Regions from separate parts of the Mus musculus genome. Here regions 1 and 2 are each linked to region 3. A link is a contact called in public HiChIP or PLAC-seq and Micro-C data. All regions are on one chromosome and are shown on one strand. Each heading gives the region's core, a stretch centred on a gene start, on an enhancer-like site or on the middle of the called end of the contact. The rest is flanking DNA. Distances are from core to core; before and after follow the strand shown. Region 1 has its middle 45 kb from the start of Tyro3. Region 2 holds the start of Itpka (inositol 1,4,5-trisphosphate 3-kinase A). Region 3 holds the start of Mapkbp1 (mitogen-activated protein kinase binding protein 1).

The links. A called contact is a pair of places that touch in the nucleus more often than the background predicts. HiChIP or PLAC-seq counts read pairs in DNA pulled down with a chosen protein or histone mark.
Region 1: a contact with region 3 is called in a Micro-C map of embryonic stem cells, with 2.5 times the contacts expected there. The contact joins the enhancer-like site here to the promoter of Mapkbp1 in region 3. A contact is called at or near these places in 4 of 39 promoter capture datasets (3T3-L1-derived adipocytes, the HPC-7 cell line, embryonic stem cells and 1 more), 1 of 15 datasets of contacts at CTCF or cohesin (embryonic stem cells), 2 of 484 Hi-C or Micro-C datasets (embryonic stem cells and nephron progenitors), 2 of 115 datasets of contacts at active chromatin or transcription factors (both in embryonic stem cells) and 1 of 9 other capture datasets (adipose tissue).
Region 2: a contact with region 3 is called in an HNF4G HiChIP or PLAC-seq map of pancreatic cancer cells. The contact joins the promoter of Itpka here to the promoter of Mapkbp1 in region 3. A contact is called at or near these places in 12 of 39 promoter capture datasets (the 3T3-L1 cell line, cranial neural crest, embryonic stem cells and 5 more), 4 of 484 Hi-C or Micro-C datasets (CD4 T cells, embryonic stem cells and muscle stem cells), 7 of 115 datasets of contacts at active chromatin or transcription factors (the 230-238 cell line, bone marrow-derived macrophages, embryonic stem cells and 2 more) and 4 of 9 other capture datasets (adipose tissue, embryonic stem cells, macrophages and 1 more).

What each region holds. Positions count from the first base shown.
Region 1 is chr2:119,842,298-119,846,020 of GRCm38.p6, forward strand. No RefSeq gene overlaps it. Among named protein-coding and RNA genes, the nearest start is that of Tyro3, 45 kb to the left of the region's middle. Within about 2 kb of position 1,449, at least 27 of the 459 cell types and tissues checked have an H3K27ac peak or open chromatin away from gene starts, as enhancers often do. A contact at or near this core is called in embryonic stem cells, where this site is marked.
Region 2 is chr2:119,740,405-119,743,850 of GRCm38.p6, forward strand. It overlaps Itpka (inositol 1,4,5-trisphosphate 3-kinase A), which reads left to right and starts at 1,933. Exons shown (of 7, transcript NM_146125.2): 1 at 1,933-2,457. The coding sequence starts at 1,975. It overlaps Gm25857 (a small nucleolar RNA gene), which reads right to left and starts at 552; the gene lies at 424-552.
Region 3 is chr2:119,970,722-119,974,304 of GRCm38.p6, forward strand. Mapkbp1 (mitogen-activated protein kinase binding protein 1) reads left to right here and starts at 1,978. Exons shown (of 30, transcript NM_011941.3): 1 at 1,978-2,447. The coding sequence starts at 2,331.

The DNA.
Region 1 (3,723 bases), core at 199-2,698, 130 kb before region 3:
GTTTGATTCCTGATTGGTTGTTTACAGGAACATCCAGGCTGCCCCGCCTGGTATCAGAGCCAGGATTTATCCTTTTGAGTCATGAAACCTCACCAGTCCTGCGTATGTGAACAAGTGAACTGAAATACCTCAAGGGAGTTAAGTTGGTTGTTTGTCACCATATTTTAATCTAAAAAATGTTAGTATGTATTACTGGAGGAAGTTGATGCAGATTTGCCTGCAAACTGTCTTGAACACAATCTTTCTTTTCCGGTTGTTGTTGTTTTCTTGACTGATGTGTCTGTATGAGGAGCATTTTGACTCTCTCGTGTCACTGCTTTTCTGTTCTCACTCCTCTCAGAATCTTTGCCAACATACCACTGACATTTGAGAAAGAGAATAGAGCAGTTTGGCTTCTTACTTGCAAAGCCTTCTGTTTCCGTAGTGACGTAAATAATTATGGAATATATCAAGAGTTTTCTTTAGACGATGTGGGTTTCTTTATTTTTGAGATGGGGTTTGGCTTTGTAGCCCAGGCTGGCCTGGAAGCTGAAGTGTCCTGCCTCAGCCTGTAAAGTGCTGGTATTTCAGGTGTGTGCCAACAAATGAAGGCCAGATCAGCCTTTGAAAAGATGGGGTTGTTACCTATGGGCAGGGCTACAAGAGCAGCCTGAGAAAGATCTATCATATGAAATTTGATTCATATATACAAATATATGAAATTCTTTTTTCTTTTCTTTTCTTTTTTCTTTTTCTTCTCTCTCTCTCTCTTTTTTTTTTCCCGAGACAGAGTTTCTCTGTATAGCCCTGGCTGTCCTGGAACTCACTTTGTAGTGTAGACCAGGCTGGCCTCGAACTCAGAAATCCGCCTGCCTCTGCCTCCCGAGTACTGGGATTAAAGGTGTGTGCCACCACACTCAGCTTTCTTTCCTTATTTTCTGTGTATGGGTGTCTTGCCTGCTTGTGCATCTGCATACCACTTTGATCAGTGCCTGTGAGAACCTGAGGAGGTATCCCCTCAGTACAGTACAGATCCCCTGAAACTGTAGTTATAGGTGATTATTAACTCCTGAGTGGACGCTGGGAATCAAGACCACCCCCTGCCCCCACTTCTCAAGAAGAGCAGCCAGTGCTCCTAACTGCTGAGCCACCTCTCCAATACCGTTCTTTTAAAAACTCACTTTATTTAAATTAACTAACTAATTTTGGTTTTGAAACTGGCTCTCAATGTGTATTGCATTAATATTGCTTTCTTAGAAACTGTCTTAGTTAGGCTTTTACTTCTGTAAACAGATACCGTGACCAATACACACACACACACACACACACACACACACATATATATATATATCTGTCTTCAAACATACCAGAAGAGGGCACCAGATCCTAAAAAGGTCATCTCAGGAACTTTGAGAAAGTCAAGAAACACTGCCCCTCCAGAAGGGAGAGGCTAATTAGCATTTCTCAGACCACAAGAGAGAACCGACCTGAGGGTGGGGACACATTCCGCAGGACTGGCCTTGCTCATCTTCAGACAACCGAAGTCCTTGTCACCTCATTCCCTAAAGACCAATCAATTTAAAAGGTGCACTGTTCCACCAATCATATTGTACCTAGTTGCTTTTGCTTTGTTCTGCCCTGGAAACCATATAAAAACTCCCAAACTGGTGCTGGTAGTTGCTGCCTCTCCTGTGGGTCTGGGACAACCCCAGTGCACTGGAACAATTAATTCCTCTTGCTTTTTGCATCGATCCCGGCTCTACAATCCCCTGGTTGTGAGCAACCATGTGGTTGCTGGGAATTGAACTCAGGACCTTTGAAAGAGCAGTCGGTGCTCTTAACCACTGAGCCATCTCTCCAGGCCCAAGGCAATTTTTTTCCCTTGGGTATTTTCTTTATTTACATTTCAAGTGTTTTCCCCTTTCCAGATCTCCCCTTCTGAAACCATCTATCCCATCCCCCTCTCCCCCTGCCTCTATGATGGTGCTCCCCTGCCCATTCTGGTCTTCCCATCCTGGCATTCCCCTATACTGGGACATCGAACACCCTCAGGGCCAAGGGCCTTTCCCCCCACTGCTATCCAACAAGGCCATCCTCTGCCACATATGTGCCCAGAGCCATGGGTGCCTCCATGTATACTCTTTAGTTGGAGATCCAGTCCCTGGGAGCTCTGGGGGGTCTGGCTGGTTGACACTGTTGCTTCCTCCATGAGGCTGTCCCTCGCACAGTCTGCACAAGGCATCTCTTATAAGGAACAACATTTAATTGGGGCTGGCTTACAGGTTCAGAGATTCAGTCCATTATTATCAAGGTGGGAACATGGCAGCATCCAGGCAGGCATAGTGCAGGAGAAGCTGAGAGTTCTACATCTTTATCTGAAGGCTGCTAGCAGAATACTGACCTTCCTCCCTGCCCCCGAGACAGGGTTTCTCTGTGTAACCCTGGCTGTCCTGGAACTCATTCTATAGACCAGGCTGGCCTTGAACTCAGAAATCCACCTGCCTCTGCCTCCCAAGTGCTGGAATTAAAGGCCTGTGCCACTACTGCCCAGCTCAGGATGAGGGTTTTAAAGCCCACACCCACAGTGACACACCCACTCCAACAGGGTCATACCTACTAATAGTTCCACTCCCTGGGTCAAGCATATACAAACCATCACAAAAACTATTCTTTTTGCTTTTTACAAGTGGACCATTTACTTCTTTTCTTCCTTTCATATGAGCATGTGTGTGTCTGCCTCTGTGTGTGTGTGTGTGTGTGTATGTGTGTGTGTGTGTGTGTATGGAGGTCAGAGGACAACTTGCAGAATTCAGTTCTCATCTTCCACCTTGCTGAGGTCTTTCCTTACTCTGGTGGACTGAGTACTCTAGGCTAGCTGGCTGAAGTGCTTCTGGACAGTATCTGCCTCCCATCTGTAGGAGCAATAGGATCATAGAATCACACTACTGCACTGGCTTTTATTTGTTGGTTCCTGGGACAGACCTCAGATGGTCAGGGTTCTGTGCCTAGTGCCTTTATGTGTTCAGCTATCTCTCTGGCTATTTATTTATTTAATTTGAGACAGGGCCTCACTATGTAGTCCAAGATGTCCTGAAACTCACTCTGTAGACCAGACTGGCCTCAGATTCACCCAGATCTTTCTGCCTCTGCCTCTTGAGTTCTGGGATAAAACACATGTGCCACCACATCTGGCTGATTTCCTTTGAGACAGGGTATCGCTTGATAGTTCAGGCTAGCCTTGAACTCACATTTCCTTCCTTTACCTGCCAAGTGCTGGGATTTTAGATGCAAATCACAACTTTATTTTTTATTTATTTATTTTGTAAAGATTTATTTATTTATTTATTATATGTAAGTACACTGTAGCTGTCTTCAGACCCACCAGAAGAGGGCATCAGATCTCATTACAGATGGTTGTGAGTCACCATGTGGTTGCTGGGATTTGAACTCAGGACCTCTGGAAGAGCAGTCGGTGCTCTTTACCCCTGATCCACCTCTCCAGCTCAAATCACAACTTTAAGTGAAAGAATCCTTCAAGATCAAAAGATAGGATCCTCCAACTTTTAGACCCTCCTGCTTCTGCCTTTCAGTGCTAGGCCGAGCTCCAAGCCCAGTTCTCTTTGTATGTGTGAACACGTGTGTGTGTGTGTGTGTGTCAGGGGTGAGAGTGCATGTTTGTGTCTGCACATGTAGAGGCCAGAGGCTGAAGTCCAATGTCCTTTTAACAATCTCTACCTTTCCTTC
Region 2 (3,446 bases), core at 683-3,182, 230 kb before region 3:
CACAGCAACATTCTTTGGTTCCTGCTAAACTTGGGTGAGGACGTGATACAAGAAAAATAATTGTTCTGGGATTTCTCTCAGCTGCTAGGCTAGACCTTCAGCCTACTAGTCCAGCATTGTCCACACACTGCCTGGCACACAGGTACCCAGTAACATGCTCCCTCCTCCCTCTTCCTATTTTCCTCTGTCAGGTCCCAGTCTACCCTCTGAGATTCCCTGCTACAAGCTGGCATAGCTCTGGGCTCAAACACTCAGACATGCACACCTCTGCCCCAGAAAACGTTTCCAGGAGTCCATGCTGTTTCTTCACTTCTCCAAGGAGGAAGCAAGTGTTCAGACTGTGGTTTCCTTTCTCTTTTGCTTTCATTCCTCCCACACACCTCCTCCTCCTCCTCCTTTTTTTTTTTTTTTTTTAATTCCAAAATCTATACAGAAGCTGAGTGGCAGCTGCAGGCACTGTGATGACCTGGGCTGTCAAAGCCTCCCCATTACTCTGGCATGCAGTTGGAGATCCCATGGCTACAAGCAGCCACCGCCCCTGGAAACACCCCCCCCCAACTTCTCCCTTTATCAGTCAGTCATCTAGAGATCTTCTCTCTTTGCGAAAGGTTCTCCTCCTCCCTCTTAACTTCTGGCTGAAGAGAGAAAAGGCAAGTCTCATACTTAACCCTGGGCTTGCCCCAGCAATCCCAGGGTTGTTGTTCTAGGTGTTCCATGACAGGACCCTCAATTCTTTTAGGGGAAGGCAGACAAGTCTGGCTTCTGCTCACAGTAGCCTTGAAGTTCAGCTGAGCACCTGCAAGCAGAGGCCAGAGACCCATTCAGAGATGACAAGAAGGATTTCCAGTGTCTGAACTTCTACATCGGTGTTCTCTTTTCAGTATGCAGCCATAACTCTAGGCCGTGTGAAGTTTTTCTTCTGTTTACAGATAGGGAGATGGATAGAAGGAGTGAGCCAAGATAGGGTGGCCCGAGACACTGGCTGTCTATTACAACACTAAAAAACACTCGCATTTTTGGAGCACCAAGACTTTTTCGTTCCTTTCATGCTGGGCATGGAATCCAGTTCTAGTCGCGTACTACGCAAGTGCTCTACCGCTGAGCTACGCACTCAACACCCATCTCTAAAATTTTACTCTCAGAGCAACCCTGCAGCTCCGCGACGAAGGAGATTCAGCAGTTCAGAGAGGCGAAAGGACTCCTTTTGAAACCACAAAGCTCCAAAGGGGCAGGAGGGGGAGGAGGAGAAGAAACAGCTAGTGGGGGGCTGGAGAGGGGCGGTGGAAATGCAGGCCACCACCGGCTGTGATACTTGGAGAGAGTCAGACTCCGCCTCTTGACCTTGTTCTCTGCCCGCTGGGAAGTGGAGAGCTTCGAGGGGTGGGGGTGGGGAGCAGTCTCAGCTCGACCCTGGCCACAGACTCTAGTTGGGCACACTCCTTGAGGTGTGGCTTCCTTGGGTGGCTGACGGCCTTGAACTCCGAATTAAGGGGCCCAGGCCAGAGAAAAGCCCCAGAGACTCAAAAGACTTTGACCAGGAAGGTTGGAACACGGAAAGGAGCCCGAGGAAGCGAGTGAAAGAATGGGCACAGCTTCTTCCTGTGCAGATTAAGACCTCTGGTTCCCATTGAAGGAATCCCTCAAAAGCCGCGGGAGGGCACTGGGCTCAGGTGCGGGGCAGGTCCCTTCTGCCACCTTGAGGGCAGGTCTAGAGATAAGGCGGGGGCCGGACCTGGGACTTCCACGTTACACTCGGGACACTGCAAGCCTCCTGCAGCAGCGAGGGCCCCCGGAGGCCCGCGCTTTCTCAGAAAGTGAAAGGAGTGGGCGGGGGGCGCGGCCGGGGCGGGGCGCGGCCGGGCGGGCGTTGCCGAGGCTCCGCCCCGGGGCAGTCCCAAGCCCGGGGCGCTGAGCGTCTACAGTCCCCGCCGCGCCGCGGGCTGGTGGGCTCGGCTGCGGCTCCGGTGCCGGGAGATGACCCTGCCCGGGCGCCCGACGGGCATGGCGCGGCCACGGGGCGCGGGGCCCTGCAGCCCCGGGCTGGAGAGGGCTCCGCGCCGGAGCGTCGGGGAGCTGCGCCTGCTCTTCGAAGCGCGCTGCGCCGCAGTCGCCGCTGCAGCAGCCGCAGGGGAGCCCCGGGCCCGCGGGGCCAAGCGGCGTGGGGGACAAGTGCCCAACGGGCTCCCGCGTGCTGCCCCTGCCCCGGTGATCCCTCAGCTCACTGTGACAAGCGAGGAGGATGTGACCCCGGCCAGCCCAGGGCCGCCAGACCAGGAGGGGAACTGGCTCCCAGCTGCGGGGTCGCACCTGCAGCAGCCACGCCGCCTCTCCACCTCGTCCCTCTCCTCCACCGGCTCCTCGTCGCTGCTCGAGGACTCGGAGGACGATCTGCTGAGCGACAGTGAGAGCAGGAGCCGCGGCAACGTGCAGCTGGAAACCAGCGAGGACGTGGGGCAGGTACGGGCCGCGGGGGCGGGGCCAGCGGGGGCTGCGCGCCGGGGACTCCGCTCTCTGCTCTGCTCTGACCGGCTTGCGTTCCCCGCCGAGAGCCCAAGCGGGGGACAGGGGGCATGGGGGCGGAGAGGGAGCCCAGGACGACCTCTCGCCTTGGTTCTTTTTCGGGGGCTAGGCAGGCGATGGTAACTGAGTGCCTGGGCGTCTAAAGGAGGTTGAGGAGTACGCGACCCACGGAGCGGGAGCCGGCGGGTCGGCTGGCGTACCTGGGTAACTGTCAGGTAGGGCTGGAGAGATCAGAGCGGGGTAGCCTTGCCCCGGGAGCCCTGAGAGAAAAAGGGGCGCGTGAGCTTTTCCCTCTCCTCCCCCTCTCGGTGCCGCGGCCCCACCCCCGCCGTTGCCACGGTTTCCCTCTCTTGAGTGGGAGTGGAGCGGAGCTCCTGGCTCTGCTCCGGAGCCGCTGCCGTCTGCTCCCCGCGCGCGCACGAGGCGTGGATGCGGGAAGGGAGGGGCGCAGGGCTAGAACCGAGCGGAACCAAGATCCACCTGCTGCGTCCCCCCTCCTCGCCCTGGCCTACTGCTCCTAAGTGTCCTGGGAAAGGTAAACTGAGGCTGACAAGAGCTTGCTAGTCTCTGTATGGCAATGTGAATGTTCCCGGGCCAATTTAACCGGCAGCTATCACCAGCCAGTGTGAGGTGAAGTCATTATTCGTGGTATGGCCCTCCTTGACTGGAGGTTGAACTCAGGGCCTCAAACACAGTAGGCAAGCACAACCACCACTGAGCTACATCCTAGCCCTCTTTTCTTGACACTAAATTGCCAAGTTACAGTGAAACACAGTCTATAGCCTATTCGGGCCTTGAACCTGCGATCCTCTTGTGTCAGTAATCTCCCTTGTTTTAACCATGGCCAGATAACTAAACTAACTGCCTGTGGACTGTGCAGCGTTGCTCTAGATGCATTTTACGCAAGCGTTCCTCGAGTGGAAAGA
Region 3 (3,583 bases), core at 728-3,227:
AAGAGCAGGACCTGTAGTACACAAATTAAAACACCAGGTGGTGGCATTTGTTAGCAATGTACAGCAGCTTTGTGAGTAGGTCAAATCGCAGATGATTAATGGTGCCGAGTTAATATAGTTAGAGGTGATCATTCTTGTCTTCGGGTCTAGGCGGTAAAATTGGAAGTACCATTTTAGTTTCCTAAAATCTATAATGTGTGGCTTTAGGCGTCCAGTTGCTGTTGACATTTGTATCCAATACGTAGCTATATAGTACACAGGTACCTTCCTGTTTGAACACAGATTGTGCAAGTACCACTAAACTTTTTTGTTTGTTTTTTGTTTTTTCGAGACAGGGTTTCTCTGTATATCCCTGGCTGTCCTGGAACTCACTTTGTAGACCAGGCTGGCCTCGAACTCAGAAATCCGCCTGCCTCTGCCTCCCAAGAGCTGGGATTAAAGGCATGTCCCACCACCGCCCGGCCACTAAACCATTTTTTAAGGATCCTTCCCTCTAACTACCATTTTCCTCAGCAGTTCCTACGGTCTGGAATGGGGGACATGTCAGTGTACTGTTCTAGTTGGGTACAGGCCTTTTGGCTTAAGCTAGCCTTTTCAGAAGGCAGTTTTATTTTATTTAAAGAAATTATGTGTTTGGGTGTTTTGCTTGGTGCCTATGATGGAGGCCAAAAGAGGGAGACAAATCCCTGGGAACTGTTGTGATATGCCATAAGGGTGCTGGTAAATTAAACCTGAGTCTTATGAAAAGAAGCCAGCGCTCTTAATCACCAATCCATCTGTCCAGCGCTCCCCAACCCCCAAGGTAATTTCTTGAAGTAGTAGCTAGATGAAAAATTCTAGCCAACTTACAAATCTATGAAGCATGAGTATGTGGTATTTCCCCTATCTCCATGAGCTAGAACAAAACAAAACAAACAAAACCTGATAGCAGCAAACTTTGACATCGGTGTCAGCCCTAGGGGTGTTTGCAATTTTTGAAAAGACAGAAAAGATCTGGAGTAGCAAAAATACTGTTAATGCTGTTAACAGTATTTCTTGTTAAATGCTATAAGGACGTTGGCAGCTAAGGAAATGATGGATTATATCATGGGTGCCTTTTCAGTTCACAACCTACCCTAAGGCTCTATTTTGAGGCTTGAGTCTTCCATCACTGATAGATTAAGTTCAAAAGTGTGTAAATTGAGTTACTCTGCGTGAGTCATTGTGTTAGGCTGGCCGGAATCAGAAACGATTCCAACTGCGTTAAATCCCAGCACTTGGAATGGAAAGGAGTTCTTTTGGCAGCATCCCAAACCCCCCCCCTCCTTTTTTTTTTTTTTTTTTTTTTTTTTTATGAGTTAGGAATTAAATTTCAGCCGTAATCTCCTAGGCCCACCAAATATCAATCTTAGGCCTGGAGGCGTGGTTATCAAAGTTCTCTAAGAGGACCATGCCTGATAATACCGTAAAAGGCCAGGTTCTCTCAATTCTAAAGCAATATTACATTGACCTTCCTTTAGGAGCGGTACCCACAATTATACTGTGCAGAATCCGAGACCTCTGCGTTCTTGGTTCATTCCTTGGTTCCGCCCCCATAGGCATCAGTCGTCCAATCGGGAACCAATCTGCCACAGACCGCACCCCCTTTACTAGGCCCCGCCCTCCCAGCGCAGCTCGGCCCAGGCTCTAGTTCGCGTTTTGAGCCGCTGGTGCCACCATAGCTACTGCTGCGGCTGCGGCAGCAGAGCTGAAGCCGTCGATCGCGATGCCGGAGGGCGCTGTGAGCTGGGCCCCAGCGAACGGGGGCGCTGACGAGTAGTAGGGTTTCTGAAGTAGGCAGTGGGTGTGGGGGGCTAAAACGGAGCTCCCAAGACTCGGGTGCGGGAGGGAGCTTCTCGCATCGGCTCGGGCCAGCGTGAGCCCGGCGGCCAGCTCGGTGCTTCGGCCCCTTGCCCAGTGGCTTCGGAGGCCTCCTCCCTTGGACACCTCAGTTACCATGGGAACACTTGGGCTGTAACCGGCGCCCGACTGGTCACTAGTTCATCCGATTCTTCAGTTAAACGCCTCTGGCAGGTGTGGGCCTGACATTTCTTCACTCCAGGGGTCGTCCTCCCCTTGTAAAAAAAAATCTAGCAGGCTAGGGTGGGGATGGGGAGTGGGAAAGCGCAGGGCAATGCCCAGAGTAAGAGTTGGTGACAAGCAGAAGACACCTACTGTGATGATAAGGTTGCTTCTGCCATCTCAGGCCAGTGAAAGTGCATATCCGAAGGCTGTGTTGAACGAGAAGGCAGTACCGCTGTTGAGACAAGTCCAAAGGCTAGGCCAGGGACTGTCCTTAGGGGCTCCTCGTTATGATGGCTGGAGAAGGGTCAACCATTACTAGCCGTATCAAGAACTTGCTGAGGTCTCCATCCATCAAATTACGCAGAAGTAAAGCAGGAAACCGGAGAGAGGACCTCAGCTCCAAGGTGAGTCCTGTTGGGAGCCACCTCTTACCTACTCTGTCCTCTCCTGCACTTCGTTCCTTTTTTTTACCTTTCTCTTTCTTGAGGGGCAGGAAGGGGGTGGAAGAATGAAATTTCTCTGTTGGCTTTAAAAGATCATATACGCTTATCTTTGACGACCTGATTTGAAGTTGGAAGAACAGCAGGCGTGGGTGGGCATGCTGAGACGCAGCCATGGCTTGAAGAAGGGCATAGGAAGGCAAACTGGGTTTAACAGGGCCTCAGTTTAAACTAAGTGTGTGCTTGGGAAACAAGTTGACATTTTATGACTCAGTTTCTCTTCTTAGAAGAGTACAGTGAGATCACATATTCTGTAAAGGACCTAGCTGTGACTAATGTATTAGTGTAACAGTTGGGGTTATAATGCCAGACTGTACAACAGAAAGAATATACTAATACACTTCATCTAAGAGAGCAAAACAATTTTTTGACAAGCTTAGTGATGCATGCCTGTAATCCCAGCACTAGGGAGTCAGAGGCAAGTTCAGCCTGGTCTATATAACAATTTCCAGGGGGAGCCAGGGCTACATAGTGATACCCTGTCATGTTCAAAGATGTAGAAGATTGGGCTGGCAAGATTGGACTGGTAGAGACCTTTGCCAACAAGCCTGATCTGATTTTGATTCCTCGGACCCACATGGTGGAAGGAGTAAACCAACTCCTGGAAGTAGTTCTCTGATCTCCACATGTGCATGCACATATGCAGGGGAAGAAATAAATGTAAAATGGTTTATCTCTTTAAGATACTTAAGTTGCTGGGCTAGAGCGATGGCTCAGTGGTTAAGAGCATTGGCTGCTCTACCAGAGGTCCTGAGTTCAATTCCCAGCAACCACATGGTGGCTCACAACCATTTATAATGAGGTCTGATGCCCTCCCTCTTCTGGCATGCAGGTGTACATGCAGATAGAGCAATCATATCCATAATATAATATAAATAAAGATACTTAAGTTGCTTTAACTGGAACGTCTTGGTTTCTCGTGATAACATGAAGGAGCCACGTGTGTGTGCCAGAAAGGCAGCTCTCCTGGTCTGTCCTTGTGGCACTGCTCATTCTGAGCATTGTATGCCAGCATCCTTCTTCTGGGCAGACGTTCATCC